2 separate regions of the Rattus norvegicus genome follow, and region 1 is linked to region 2. The links are chromatin contacts, called in public Hi-C maps. All regions are on one chromosome and are shown on one strand. Each heading gives the region's core, a stretch centred on a gene start, on an enhancer-like site or on the middle of the called end of the contact. The rest is flanking DNA. Distances are from core to core; before and after follow the strand shown. Region 1 has its middle 15 kb from the start of Csnk1e. Region 2 holds the start of Tmem184b (transmembrane protein 184B).

What was found. Hi-C and Micro-C count contacts between places; a contact is called where the count stands out from the background.
Region 1: a Hi-C map of liver shows a contact between it and region 2, with 2.1 times the contacts expected there. The contact joins the enhancer-like site here to the promoter of Tmem184b in region 2. A contact is called at or near these places in 4 of 12 Hi-C or Micro-C datasets (the Rat2 cell line, hepatocytes, liver and 1 more).

Annotation. Positions count from the first base shown.
Region 1 is chr7:112,899,358-112,905,840 of GRCr8, reverse strand. No RefSeq gene overlaps it. Among named protein-coding and RNA genes, the nearest start is that of Csnk1e, 15 kb to the right of the region's middle. Within about 2 kb of position 3,735, at least 12 of the 93 cell types and tissues checked have an H3K27ac peak or open chromatin away from gene starts, as enhancers often do. A contact at or near this core is called in liver, where this site is marked.
Region 2 is chr7:112,845,590-112,852,101 of GRCr8, reverse strand. It overlaps Tmem184b (transmembrane protein 184B), which reads left to right and starts at 3,751. Exons shown (of 9, transcript NM_001173370.1): 1 at 3,751-3,862.

The DNA of each region.
Region 1 (6,483 bases), core at 2,486-4,985, 54 kb before region 2:
GATGAGGCTCCACACGCTGAGGGTGAAGTCTGGGTGCTCTCCCAGGTTGTCTTGAGACACAAAATAGCCACACAGAGATAACCCCAGCGCTGGGGGGGTGTGGGAGGGGGGACACGGAAAGATGGTGATGCATCCCAGCCCAGCCTGGCCTCCTGTCTAAAACCAAACCAAACCAAGAAGCATTGGAAATAGAGCTGGTCAGTAGCCCTATCCCGGAAAAGGAAAAGGCCCAAGGCCAGAACCTCAACCATAGCTCTGGACCCTGAGTCGAAATCCAGATCCCTGGACCACCGTTCTGAAAAGAAACCCACAATTCCAGTGGGAAGCACCCACCGGCAAAATCTTTTCAGGGGTCCAGAAGAAAAAAAAAGGGGGGGGTGGGTTAAACACATCATGCTTTCTTTAATATGTAAAGAATTCCCTAGGGGAAAAATAAGAAAAACAGTGTAATGTAAAGACAACTAAGAGGGGTTGGGGATTTAGCTCAGTGGTAGAGCGCTTGCCTAGGAAGCTCAAGGCCCTGGGTTCGGTCCCCAGCTCCGAAAAAAAAAAAAAGAAAAAGGAAGGGGTTGGGGATTTAGCTCAGTGGTAGAGCGCTTGCCTAGGAAGCACAAGGCCCTGGGTTCGGTCCCCAGCTCCGGAAAAAAAAAAAAAAAAAAAAAAAAAGAACCAAAAAAAAAAAAAAAAAAAAGAAAAAAAGAAAAAGGAAAAAAAAAAAAGACAACTAAGAATAGCAGCCAGTCACAAGAAAAGTAAGAAAAACGCAGACTGGAGCCGAGCCGGGGAGTGTTTGTGTGAGGGGTGGGTAGGGTGAGGGAGGAGGGAGAAGATGGAGGCTGAACCTGGGGACCATACCCAACTCTCCTGTACGTGTCACTAAATCATCTTCGGCAAAACGTGGTGGCTTCCTACAGGAGAGTAGAGAGTGGGGATCAGGGAGGGGGTCTTATGTATTCTTTCTTTCTTTTTTTTTTCTTTTTTTTCGGAGCTGGGGACCGAACCCAGGGCCTTGCGCTTGCTAGGCAAGCGCTCTACCACCGAGCTAAATCCCCAACCCCATGTATTTATTTCTAATGTAAAAATTATTAAAATTATTAAAATTATCTTGTTGAAGTTGTTTGGGTTCTCTGCCTGGAGTTGCACATGTATGCAGTGTTCATGGACGTCAGCAAAGGGTGGCAGATGCCCTGGGTCTGGAGTTCTAGATGGTTGTGAGCTGTGTGGGTGCTAGGAATTGAACCTGAGGCTCTGCACGGGCAGCTAGTGCTATTAACTGCTAAGCTACCTCTCCTGTCCCTAAGGGGCACTTGGTGGTGGTCATGACGCTGATGACGGTGGTGGTGGTGATGGTGGTGGTGATGGTGGTGGTGATGGTGGTGGTGATGGTGGTGGTGATGGTGGTGGTGGTGGTGATGGTGGTGGTGGTGGTGATGGTGGTGGTGGTGGTGATGGTGGTGGTGATGGTGGTGGTGGTGGTGATGGTGGTGGTGGTGGTGATGGTGGTGGTGGTGGTGATGGTGGTGGTGGTGGTGATGGTGGTGGTGATGGTGGTTGTGATGGTGGTGGTGATGGTGGTGGTGATGGTGATGGTGGTGATGGTGGTGGTGGTGGTGGTGATGGTGATGGTGGTGGTGGTGGTGATGGTGGTGGTGGTGGTGATGGTGGTGGTGATGGTGATGGTGGTGGTGATGGTGGTGGTGGTGGTGATGGTGGTGGTGATGGTGGTGGTGATGGTGGTGGTGGTGATGGTGGTGGTGATGGTGATGGTGGTGATGGTGGTGATGGTGGTGGTGGTGGTGGTGATGGTGGTGGTGGTGATGGTGGTGGTGATGGTGGTGGTGGTAGTGATGGTGGTGGTGGTGGTGATGGTGGTGGTGGTGGTGGTGGTGGTGATGGTGGTGGTGGTGGTGATGGTGGTGGTGATGGTGATGGTGGTGATGGTGGTGATGGTGGTGGTGGTGGTGGTGATGGTGGTGGTGGTGATGGTGGTGGTGATGGTGGTGGTGGTAGTGATGGTGGTGGTGGTGGTGATGGTGGTGGTGGTGGTGATGGTGGTGGTGATGGTGGTGGTGGTAGTGATGGTGGTGGTGGTGGTGATGGTGGTGGTGGTGGTGGTGATGGTGATGGTGTTGTTGCAGGGGTGTGCACATTGAAGCAACGGAACAGAGGTACGTGGTGTGGAGCATGGAGTGATGGGGTATTGTACTTGGTGTTGGAGTCTTAGGGAACCAGCTATTTATCAAAGATGTTCACTGAAGCATGTCTGAAATGTTCCCCTTTCCTTCCAGATGTCCCCGACTCAATTCTCCTGCCTCAGCCCCTCCAAGTACTGAACTTACTACCACACCAAGTCAGAAAGCTTATGAAAGCTATTAAAGATGGAGCAGAGTTCTCTAGCGACGTTTCAGCCCACACCTTCCCCTGGGAGCCTCTGTCCCATTGCTACAGTGGTCACCCCAGGGTCTCCTGGGTCCTGAGAGGCTCATTCGCTACAGGAGGGAAGCTGGGACTGTCCCCACACAAAGTGGCTCCCGGAATCATGGACTTCCTTTGAGGCTATCGTAGAGGATGACCACCTCCCAATTCCTTTAGCCCAACTGAAGCTGGTGGCACTTTTGGTCTGGGAACTTGCTAAAAGTCAGTTTAAGGGGTCTTGGGACAGAGTAGCCCTTCTCTGACCCTTCCTAGTCATGTGACTGAAGAAAGGGCCTCTCAGATCTTCATTTCCTTCTAACTCAGGGAAGTGTAGCTCTTCCTCCCCCTGGCCTATGGGAGGGCATCGAGGGGCTGTGCTAATGGGGACTTTTCAGGAAGTGAAGCCTTGGTGGAAGGGTGCTTGCCTCACGTTCACAAAGCCCTCCGCACAAGAGCAAAGTAAAAGAATTCCGTGCAGTGAAATAAGCCCATTAAAGGTTGAAAAGAAAGATCCAAACAAGCCTCGCCATGCCTCCACCCACCAAGGGCACAGCGAGCATTTTCTTCCCCATGCACAAATTGTGCTTTGTTTTCAACTGTGACTGTGTCTACATCCTGCTTTTAATTCCCTTAATATTATAATATTTCCTCATATTATCATAAGCTGTTTGTAAACATAGCCTTTGATGCTTGCATAACCTTCTATTGTGTAGTTGGCTACTCATCAATTCCCCACTTTGTTGGACTTTTAGACTCACCCCAGTTTTTACCATTATACAAAACAAAACAAACAAAACCCACAATTATATGTATCGCAGATGTCTTTCTTAGGACAGAATTCGGAAAACTGGCTGGTCCAAAGCAAACCCGTCTTTTAAAGCTTTGGGGTAGCTAGCACCTTTCCAATGAGACCTCTTTTCCTGAGTCACCTGTGTGTAGCGATGTGACTGTAGGAGCATCTGAACCAGGCGACCTTTACCCAACCCACAGGGTTCCATAACCCCCTCTCCCGGAACCCTTAGCAGGGGGAGGCGGGATAGGGGAAAGTTGAGGGGTAGAGAACATCTATAAAAAGAAGAAAACACACTGGGCATCAGATCCCTGCTCCCGGTCCCAGATAGCTTCAACCTAGAGTCTGACGGCTCCACATTAACAGGAGTGGGTGGGAGGAGGAGGCAGGGCAGATGGCCAAGAGCCCAGGCACGCAGGGCGTGAGTGTGGACACCCAACAAGCATGAGAACCACGAACCCCCAGGGCTGGGAAGCCGGGGCGGGACAGGAGAGTCGGGGGCGGGGCTTGGTGACGTCACGCCCCGCCCCCTCCGACTCCCTCCTCCGGGGCTCCCGGCTGGCGAGCGAGTCCTCACCTAGAGTGACAGGTGTGCGCGTCTTAGAGCCGAGCTGCGGAGGCTGACCTCCCTGCATCAGGTAAGCCCCACAGGAGGAGCTCAGAGGCCAGGCTTGGCAAAGCATGGAAGGAGCTGGGTGCTGGTGGCTGGAGGAACTATGCTTCCAAACTCCTTTCTGGTCTCTCACTTACCTGAACTTGAAAACGTAGGCTTTGGAGGTATTCGAGGCTCGGGAAGTAAAGCCGGAAGGAGCTGGTCTGAAATGCTTAAACCACAAATACATTATTACTGTTTTATATGATGCTGTTCTTAGAAGTGTGCACTGAACGAGTAGTTGTTAAACTGAGAAAACTAAGGACGACGTTCTCAGCGTTCCTGAGACCCAAACGGAGCTGCCGTGGGATTTGGGTGTATGTCCTTGCAGTCTTTCTGTGCTCAGGGGATTTGGCCGTCGTTTTCTATACTGTATTTACAGTTTCTATGTCTTGCTTTTCTCTCAACATTGTATGAGCATCTTCTGCTGTTACTCATCCCGGTATGTGTGTGTAATCACTTATTAAGGGCTGGATAGTGTTACAAATGAGAAATGGCCAGTGATTGGGCAATGTTCTGAACCCCAGAGGAAGGAAGTGAGGGGAGATGAAGGTAATGTAGAAAGCCGCATTTGGAGAGGAGAGGTCAGGAGCCCTACCGCCGGACAGTGGGGAAAGACCACCTTGTTCTGAGGAGTGAGACAGAGAGCTTCCTTCCCAGATGTGTGGTCTGAGGCATAAAGGGCTAATGTGAGCAGAACGGCGCTGTGCATTCAGAGCCTTGGACCTAGAGAAGGTGCTGAGGAGGGAGGTCTCCCAGAGTGGAGTTCTCTGGTCTCGAACAGATGGACAGGCTCCAAAGGGGACAGTATAGGCCCACACTGTGGGGCAGACACAATGTTCCAGAGGCAGGGCCAGTGACCACCAGACATGTAGAGTCAGCCTCTTGGTGTGCGCCCAAGGAAGAGATTCAGACTGGAAGAAAAGAAAGGAGAAGGTGCAGGGGGGCTTTGAGCTCAATTCCAGGGCAGACATGGCATTAGAGAATAAGATTTGTTCAAGAGTCATGTGGGCAGGGTAGAACAGGTTTGTAATCCCAGCCCTGGGGAAGTAAAGGCTGGAGAGACAAGAGTTCGAGGTGAACTCTGCTACAGCATGGGTTGTATGAGTTCTTGTCTTATAAATATCAAAAAGCAGGGGTGAGGTGAGGTGGAGGGCTGGAGTGGATAAATTGGTAGAGTGCTAGCTTAACTTTTACAAAGTGTTGGGTCCCTCATACTACTCCAGCCTCTAGTGGTAGCTCAACCCTGTGATCCTAGCACTCCAGATGTGAATGCAGAACTGGATCAAAAGTTCAAGGTTAACTTCAGCTACCTTTTGAGTTTGAAGCCAGCCTAAGATACTTGAGACCTTGTCTTAAAAGCAGACCCCAGGGTTGGGGCTGGAGAGATGGCTCAGTGGTTAAGAGCATTGGCTGCGGGGCTGGGGATTTAGCTCAGTGGTAGAGCGCTTGCCTAGGAAGCACAAGGCCCTGGGTTCGGTCCCCAGCTCCGAAAAAAAGACCAAAAAAAAAAAAAAAAGAGCGTTGGCTGCTTTTCTACAGGACCCAGGTTCAATTTCCAGCACTCACATGGTAGCTTAGGACTGTCTGTAACTCAGTTCCAGGGGATCTGACGCCCTCCTACAGACACATGCAGGCCAAACACATAAGAATAACAAACATAAAATAAGAATAAAGAGAGGTTTGCCAGTGAGTTGACCCAGAAGGTAAATGGCTTATCAAGGCTGAAGATCCCAGAATCCACATGGTAGGAGGAGAAAGCTGACTCCTAAAGTTTGTCCTCTGGCCTCCACAGAGCCTGCTGTGTGCATGCACACAGGATCTCAGAGCCTGACTGGGATAAGAGAGTGTGGGTCAAGGGTGACTCAAACAGGAGTCTCTGTTGAGTCTCTACTTCCTCCTCTGTGAAATGGGTCTGACAGCTCCCAAATCCATTCACTACCTGTCAGTGCATAAGAAACCAGGCCTCCTTATAGCCAGTCTTTGTTACTGTGTGGGTTCTTCCTTTTCCCACCCTTTATGCCCCCCTCCACCCCCCCCCCCGTCACCCCCTATCACTAGATAGGAGAGAAGGAAGGATGGGGGGTGGTGGTGGAGAGAACTCTGAACCTAATTTCTTCTTGTTTCTTCTTTGAGCACGGCTGCTAACTAACTGCACACACACCCTGAAAATTTCCCAGAATTCCAAGTGTCGCAGTCGAAGAAACTGTCTGCAGCTGGCAAAACCATGCCCTAGAGCACAAGGCAAATCACAGTCAGTTGCTATAGACAGTCTGAAGCAGCCCGGTGTCCCACACCTGGGATTAAAACAGAAGCGCACCCCACCCCCCCACCCCCCCACCCCCCCCCAGCTGGGGACCGAACCTAGGGCTTTGCACTTGCTAGGCAAGCGCTCTACCACTGAGCTAAATCCCCAACCCCCAGAAGTGCATTCTTATACCAGTTCTCTGGTTTTAAAAGAAATCAAAACTCTGGAGTTCTCACTACACCTCCTACCTTGGGTCAACGGCTAGTCATGCACCCCACTCTGCCTCTCCCCTTCTGAGCTTCCTAACTGCCTTCAGATGTTAAGTGTTAGGACTAGGGGTGGGGCAGCTGTGGCTTCCTGTTAGGGTGGGCAGTTACA
Region 2 (6,512 bases), core at 2,502-5,001:
TCTTTGAGTAGAAAGGACAGGTAGAAGGCTGAGAGTAAAATTGCATAGAGTGGGGGAGGAGATGTACCTCCATTTTTACATACATTTATTTGTGAGTGTATGATGTGGGGGTGGGGGAGGGACTCACAGGACACAGTGCCCTATTTTCCATCATGTGGGTCCACAGGATCTAACTCCAGTCCTCAAGCTTGGCAGCAAATACGTTCACCACCAAGCCAGCTCGCTGGCTCTCACCTTTTCAGAAAGCTTAAGTGCTGAGGGGAATAACTCCTGGCTCCAAGTGGCACCTGTCAAAGGCTCTGTCACCAGGTCAGGTGACTTTCTGTTTTGAGACCCTTTTCTGGCAACACATGCCTAAAAATACCCAGCACCTGCCTGTGCCTTGCCAGACAAGGCAGCTGTAACTTGAGAACCATGAGTACCCCTGGGGTGCAGGGACTTAAGAATCTGGATTTGAATATGGTTTGGCCTAACAGCTCTGGATGGAGCAGGGACTATTGAACTGGTTTATAAGTGGTATAGACACGGTGACAGTTGGGGCAAGGACTTTGCCTAGAAGGGTTAGCAACTCTGACGGGGCTACTGGGAAGTTGTGAATTTTAAATCTGGGTTGGGAAAATGTACTGGCTGGTTTTGTGTGTCAACTTGACACAAGCTGGAGTTATCACAGATGAAGAAATCTCTCTTGTAGAAATGCCTTCATGAGATCCAGCTTTAAGACATTTTCTCAATTAGTAATCAAGTCGGGAGGGCCGAGGCCATTGTGGGTGGTGCCATCCCTGGGCTGGTAGTTCTGGGTTCTATAAGAAAGCAAGCTGAGCAATCCAGGGGAACCAAGTCAGTAAGCAGCATTCCTCCATGGCCTCTGCATCACCTCCTGCTTCCAGGTTCCAATCCTGTGTGAGTTCCTGTCCTGATTTACTTTGGTGATGAACAGCAATGTGGAAGTGTAAGCTGAATAAACCCTTTCCTCCCCAACTTGCTTCATGGTCATGATGTTTTTTGCAGGAATAGAAACCCTAAGACAGAAGAGATCATTCCATCTACTATCCATTCATCTATCTATCTATCTATCTATCTATCTATCTATCTATCTGTCAGTCATCTATCCATACATTTATCAACTATCATCTATATCTCCCTATCTGCTATCAATTATCTATCTATCTATCTATCTATCTATCTATCTATCTATCATCTATCTACCTATCCATCCACCCATTTGTCTGTCTGTCTATCTATCTATCTATCTATCTATCTATCTATCTATCTATCTATCTAAAGGATTTCTCTACATAGCCTTGTCTGTCCTAGAACTCATTCTGTAGATCAGGCTGGCTTTGAACTCAGAGATCCACCTGCCTCTGCCTCCCTAGTGCTGGGAATAAAGGTGTGTACCACTGTCCCTCTGCTAATTTATTTTTTGACTGACTGTCTCACTATGTAGCCATGGCTGGCCTAAAACTTGCTACATAGACCAGGCTGGCCTTGAATTCACAGAGATCTAATTGCTCCTGCTTCCTATACGATGCAATTAAAGGCTACTAGTCTTTTTTTCTTTGAAAAATATATATCTATTAGTGTGTGTGTGTGTTCTGTGTGTGTGTGTATGTGTGTATGTGTGTGTGTGTGTGTGTGTGTGTGTTCATGTCACTCTGTGTGCCTCTAGGTCATGTAGTCATGGGGTTGAACTCAGGTGGCCAAGTACCATTACCCTGAGCTTCCCCTCAGGATCTAGCAATTATATTTGTCAGTGTTACAGACACTTTCCGTACATGCTTGCCATGCCAACCCGGGTGCAGAGTACTCAGGTGCTTTCATTAGAAAACAAAAAAACCATCAGACATCTCTGATCTTGCTGCATTCACTTTTCCTGGGGAGATGCAAACAAGCATCTGCTCATCCCAGGTAAGGGACTAAGCCACAGAAAAAAGGAATGATCCTACCCAATCTGGCTTGGTGAATGAATGTTCAATGTGTCTATTACAGCTGCTTATAGGAGCAAGAGGGAACGATTGCTTAGTATTTAAAAAGCAACATGAAAAAAGAAAAGAGTCCCAGTCCGGCATGGGTAATACCTCTCCACAGCTTCATGGGAATGGCTCCCCCTTCTATAATTTTCTACCTCCCAAGAACTCTAATTCCCAAAGGCCATTCAACTGCGGGTTGGGGAGAGTTACACATCACAGCTGCCAGTAATCCCTCCCCCATTTTGCCATAGAAAGCCCCCAAAACTCACAGATTCATGGAGGGAGAGTTGAGTAGAATCTTTGATCTGTTTGGGTGCCTTCCTACTTGGGGTATATATCTCCCCAGACAAAGTTAATGCAACAGTCTTTCTGGAACTCGGGTTCTCCTGGAAGATGAATGAGAAGATAGGAAAATGATCGACGCATGTTAGAAATTCAATTTTATTGGGAGGACAGGGCACAGTGAGCTATTGAATATGGACTGCATGTGAGGGGCTCAGCAGTCTTACTCTGGTAGGAGATATTTGTCTCAGAACAGTCCTGCCTCTTCAGCTTCCCTAGAAAAACCAGCAGAGCAAACCTTTGAAGACACCTTCAAAGGTGCCTGAAAAACTGTAACCACGGCAGAGGGGACATCAGGTGCAAAGGCATGGAAGCTGAATGCCTACACCTGGCTATAGAGAAAGCAAGAGGCCAGTGTCCAGGAAAAGGGGGAGACGGGCTGAGGCATGCCTGCCGAGGGAGATGCTGATCAAGGCTGTGCAGAGATCTGCAGTCGTTGGCTCCACTTCATGACATGGGGAACTAGTTGCAGTTTTGAGCGAAGTGCTATATTTTGGATGGGTTTCTTTATTCTGGTGCAAAGAATCAAAAGAAGGGTCTGGTGAATGCTTAGTAAGCATTCCTCCACTGACCTAGATTTTTAAGGAATCCCTGATTCTCACATCGACACAAACACCTGCAGAGGACAAGGTTGGAAAATTGGTGCTGTCTTAGTGGATGTCCAAAGCACCTGGGCAGAGCCTGGACCACATGGCAGCAGTATGGTAGGGTGGAGGTTAGAGTCTAGGGATGCAGGATGTCCTGTCCACGCTGATGGGACGAGGGGGAGCACTCAAGGATGATTCCAGACCTTCTGACTTGGAGACTGGAAGCAGGATTGGGGAATGCTGTGAAGAAACGTGTGTGGAAGGGGAAGCAGCTGAGCCCGCTAAGAAGCGTCGGCAGACAGTTGGAGCTGGAGATAAAAATAAACTTGGTTGCATATTACGCATTTCAGTCATCTGGGTAAGACGTGGGGACCTCACAAATCAAAATGGGATAGGGGCTGGAATGACACCTCCAGAATCGGTTAGTTAGGCAGCCAGGAACGAGGCGGGGCAGCTCCACCGGATCAGATTCATTTTGTACAACTACACAAAACGCTCCGTGGAAGTCCGTTCCATAGCCTCACACTCACCCTCCCTATCTCAAAGGACAACTGGATCTCGTTTCACCTTCAGAGTTGACGCACACAAGGCTTTCAGAGAATCGAAACTCTAGCTAGCCCGCGAATGTCTGGGACAGTTTGTCTGCATCCCAGGACTGTAGTGGATGGGACTCGGGAATCTGGGCCTTGGGTCTCTCACGGTGCCTTTGCGAGTTGCGAGAGGACAGCACCATCCTCCTGGCTGGAGATTTGAGCGTGGTGCTTCTTAGTGCGCGGTCCCTTTAAGGCTCAGCGAGTGACCTCAGCTGCGCGCTCCGGCCCCGCCCCCGCCAGCGGCGTTCCGAGTGCGCAGGCGCGTCGCGGCGGTACTCGGCGGGGCTCGGGACGCGCCAGCGGCGGCTGAGAAACCGGGCTGCGGCGCCGCCTGCTCCGCCTGCAGACTCCAGCGCCATGGGCTCCTGAGGTACCCGGGCGGAGGGATGCGCGGGGCCGGGCGGGGATTGCACTTTGGGGAGAACCCCAGCTGGGGACTTCCCGCAGGGAGGAAGGGACTTAGAGGCCCCCCGAGCAGCCCGTGGGTGTGCCCGCTTCGCCAGCGTGGCGGGGCCCTGAGTGTAACCCGACCTGCTCGTGGGGGAGCCGGGGTGGGCGGCGCGGGGCCCAGCCTCTTACCGATGGGACTGTGCGCGTCGCGGTGGATGTGCTGCATCCTGGCAGGACTGAACGGAGCGGAGAGGCGTCGGTCCCCAGTGCAGTGGCTTTGACCTGGCCGGGTGGTCGGCCCTTGAGGCGGTACATGCGTAAATGGGGGGTGTGCGCGCGTTTTGCACACAAGTCAGTAGATTTGGAGGGGGACAGATTGGAATCCGGGGCCCCCAGGATGTTGGATGCTCAAAGGAACCCTAGAGATTGTTTGGGTGTGTTGTGCCTGTTTTCCGGGGCACGCCCTTGGACACCTTGCTTGACTAGGACTTCAGGGCTAGGGAGCTCCAGGCAGTGGCAAAGCAAAGGAGTCTGGGGAATGGGCTCGGAGTTTTAGTTTGTATCCTTTCTGGAGGACTGTATGAGGCAAGACATCGCATCCATCCTTCCCTTGGAGGTCTTGGTGGGGCAAAGCAGGTGTCGTCCTGCCTGATACCTGTGTGTGAGGTGAAGGTCCATGTATTATTCATCCGGATGCCAGGTGCTTTGTGTAAGGAGAGAAGTAGCAATCTGTGCCCTGGAGGCTAGTGCTTCAGACCCAGCCAACACACACACACACACACACACACACACACACACACACACACACACACACACACACACGGTGCAGGTCTCAGAGGTCTGGCTTTCTTGACGGGCTGTTTGCAGCATCCCTCCGTGTCAACAAGTTTGGTGGGCCCTTGGGCTCTGTACAGCTGAATATCTTGAGAGTTCTGTTCTGTGCCTAAGTTGGAACCCTAGGGTGGGGGAGCCCCAGAAGCCAGGCTGGTGCCCCCACATGCACATAGATGTGAGGATCTAGGCATCCAGGAGCCCTCAGGGGCTTGGGCAGAATCAGAATTGGAAATAAGTACAGGGATTCCAGAAACACAAGACAAAGGCAGAGGCGTACAGAGGTGGATTCAGTGCTGGGGAGATGGGAGGGGGGAACAGGCCAGGAAAAAAAACAAAACAAAACAAGACTTCAGTACAGAGGGATAGTTGAGCCAAAGTTTGGCGACTGACATTCCTCATAGGCTTTTTGCTATCCATGTTATCCCAGTTTGTTCTCACAGCAGTTGTATGACTAAATTATCATGCATGGTTACGGGAGAGGAAACTGAGGCAGCAGGTCAAGGTGGGTGGGGTGGGATGGAGATTAGTGACTCACTTGTCGGTGTGGTACTAGTAGGCTCTAGTAGAGTCCTTCATCCCTACGTATGCCAAATTGCCTTGTAACGTACTGAGAATCTACTGTGTGCTCAGGGCTGCCTCCAGTCCCTGCTGGCCCATTTCTCTCCCTGATGTTCCTGATGTAGAACACGGAGGAACAGGATCTAGTACCTGCTTCTATAGGCTCCCAGTCTGCCGGGGAGGTGAATATAGATTGTGACCCCATTGGCCAGTGTCGGTGGTGAGGCTCTAAATACTCCCCTAAGATCCTTATGTGACCTGGGCGTCCTTGTGCAGTCCTGGGGGATGACTGGTAAGTTGCTCCCAGGGTGATGGGGTTGTACTAAGAAGGAGAGAAGAGCTTCTGTGTGGGAGGGCGTCAGTGACCAGCTTGTCCTAGTTCTGTGGCCCTGGCCTCCTGTCTGCAGTCTGCTTTCTCCCATTCTTTCCTCTGTTTTGGTCGTGTGCACTTGGTCAGGACCTGAGGCACTCAGGAGGCACTGTGCCACCGAGCCATGTCCTCAGCCCTCTAGCACTCTCTGCCTTTGAGGTTTTGCTCCTGTTTGCCAGCTGGCCTGCCCAGGCCTCTCCCCAAGAGGGGCTCAGTGCTATTTCCAGTCCCCACTGTGGCATTTCTCTCAGCATGTTCCCTGGAGTAGAAACTGCTAGGCAAGGCAGGGCCCAGGCTTTTATTGTTTTGAAAGTGAGTAGCAGCGAATGAGACTGGGGATTTGGTGTGAGTGTTGGGAAGCCTGGAGCTAGGCTCAGAGTTTGGTGTGGGGTCTGCCCCAGGACCTTGGCTGAGGCTTTGGGGGGCAGCAGGTACTTCCTGAATATTTCCTGTGTGCCCTGAATTTGCTGGCCATCAGGTAAGAGAGGCCAGAGACCTGGGTTGTCCCCTGTCAAAGGCTGTGGTTGGCTGAGGTAGCCCAGTACATAACTAATACATTTGAGGCAGTGTTCTACTTGGGGTGGGGAGAGGGCTCTGAAGGGACCCAGAGGACAATAGGAACAGCAGCTCGTTTCTTGAACACTTACCGTGTGTAGGCACAGTTCAAAGTGCTTTCATGAGTCCCATTCCATCATCCTCCGTCCATGAGGTGGGGCTGCCAACCGGTCTCATCACAGGTCAGTTGGTCGGCTCTCCAAGCCTTGTTCTTCCCTTCTGACCTGAGGTGTGCTCAGTGCCTTCCTGGTCCTGAAGTTAGAGGTGCAGTAACGAGGAGGAGAGGAGGGTTCCACGTAACAGGAGCCCCAAG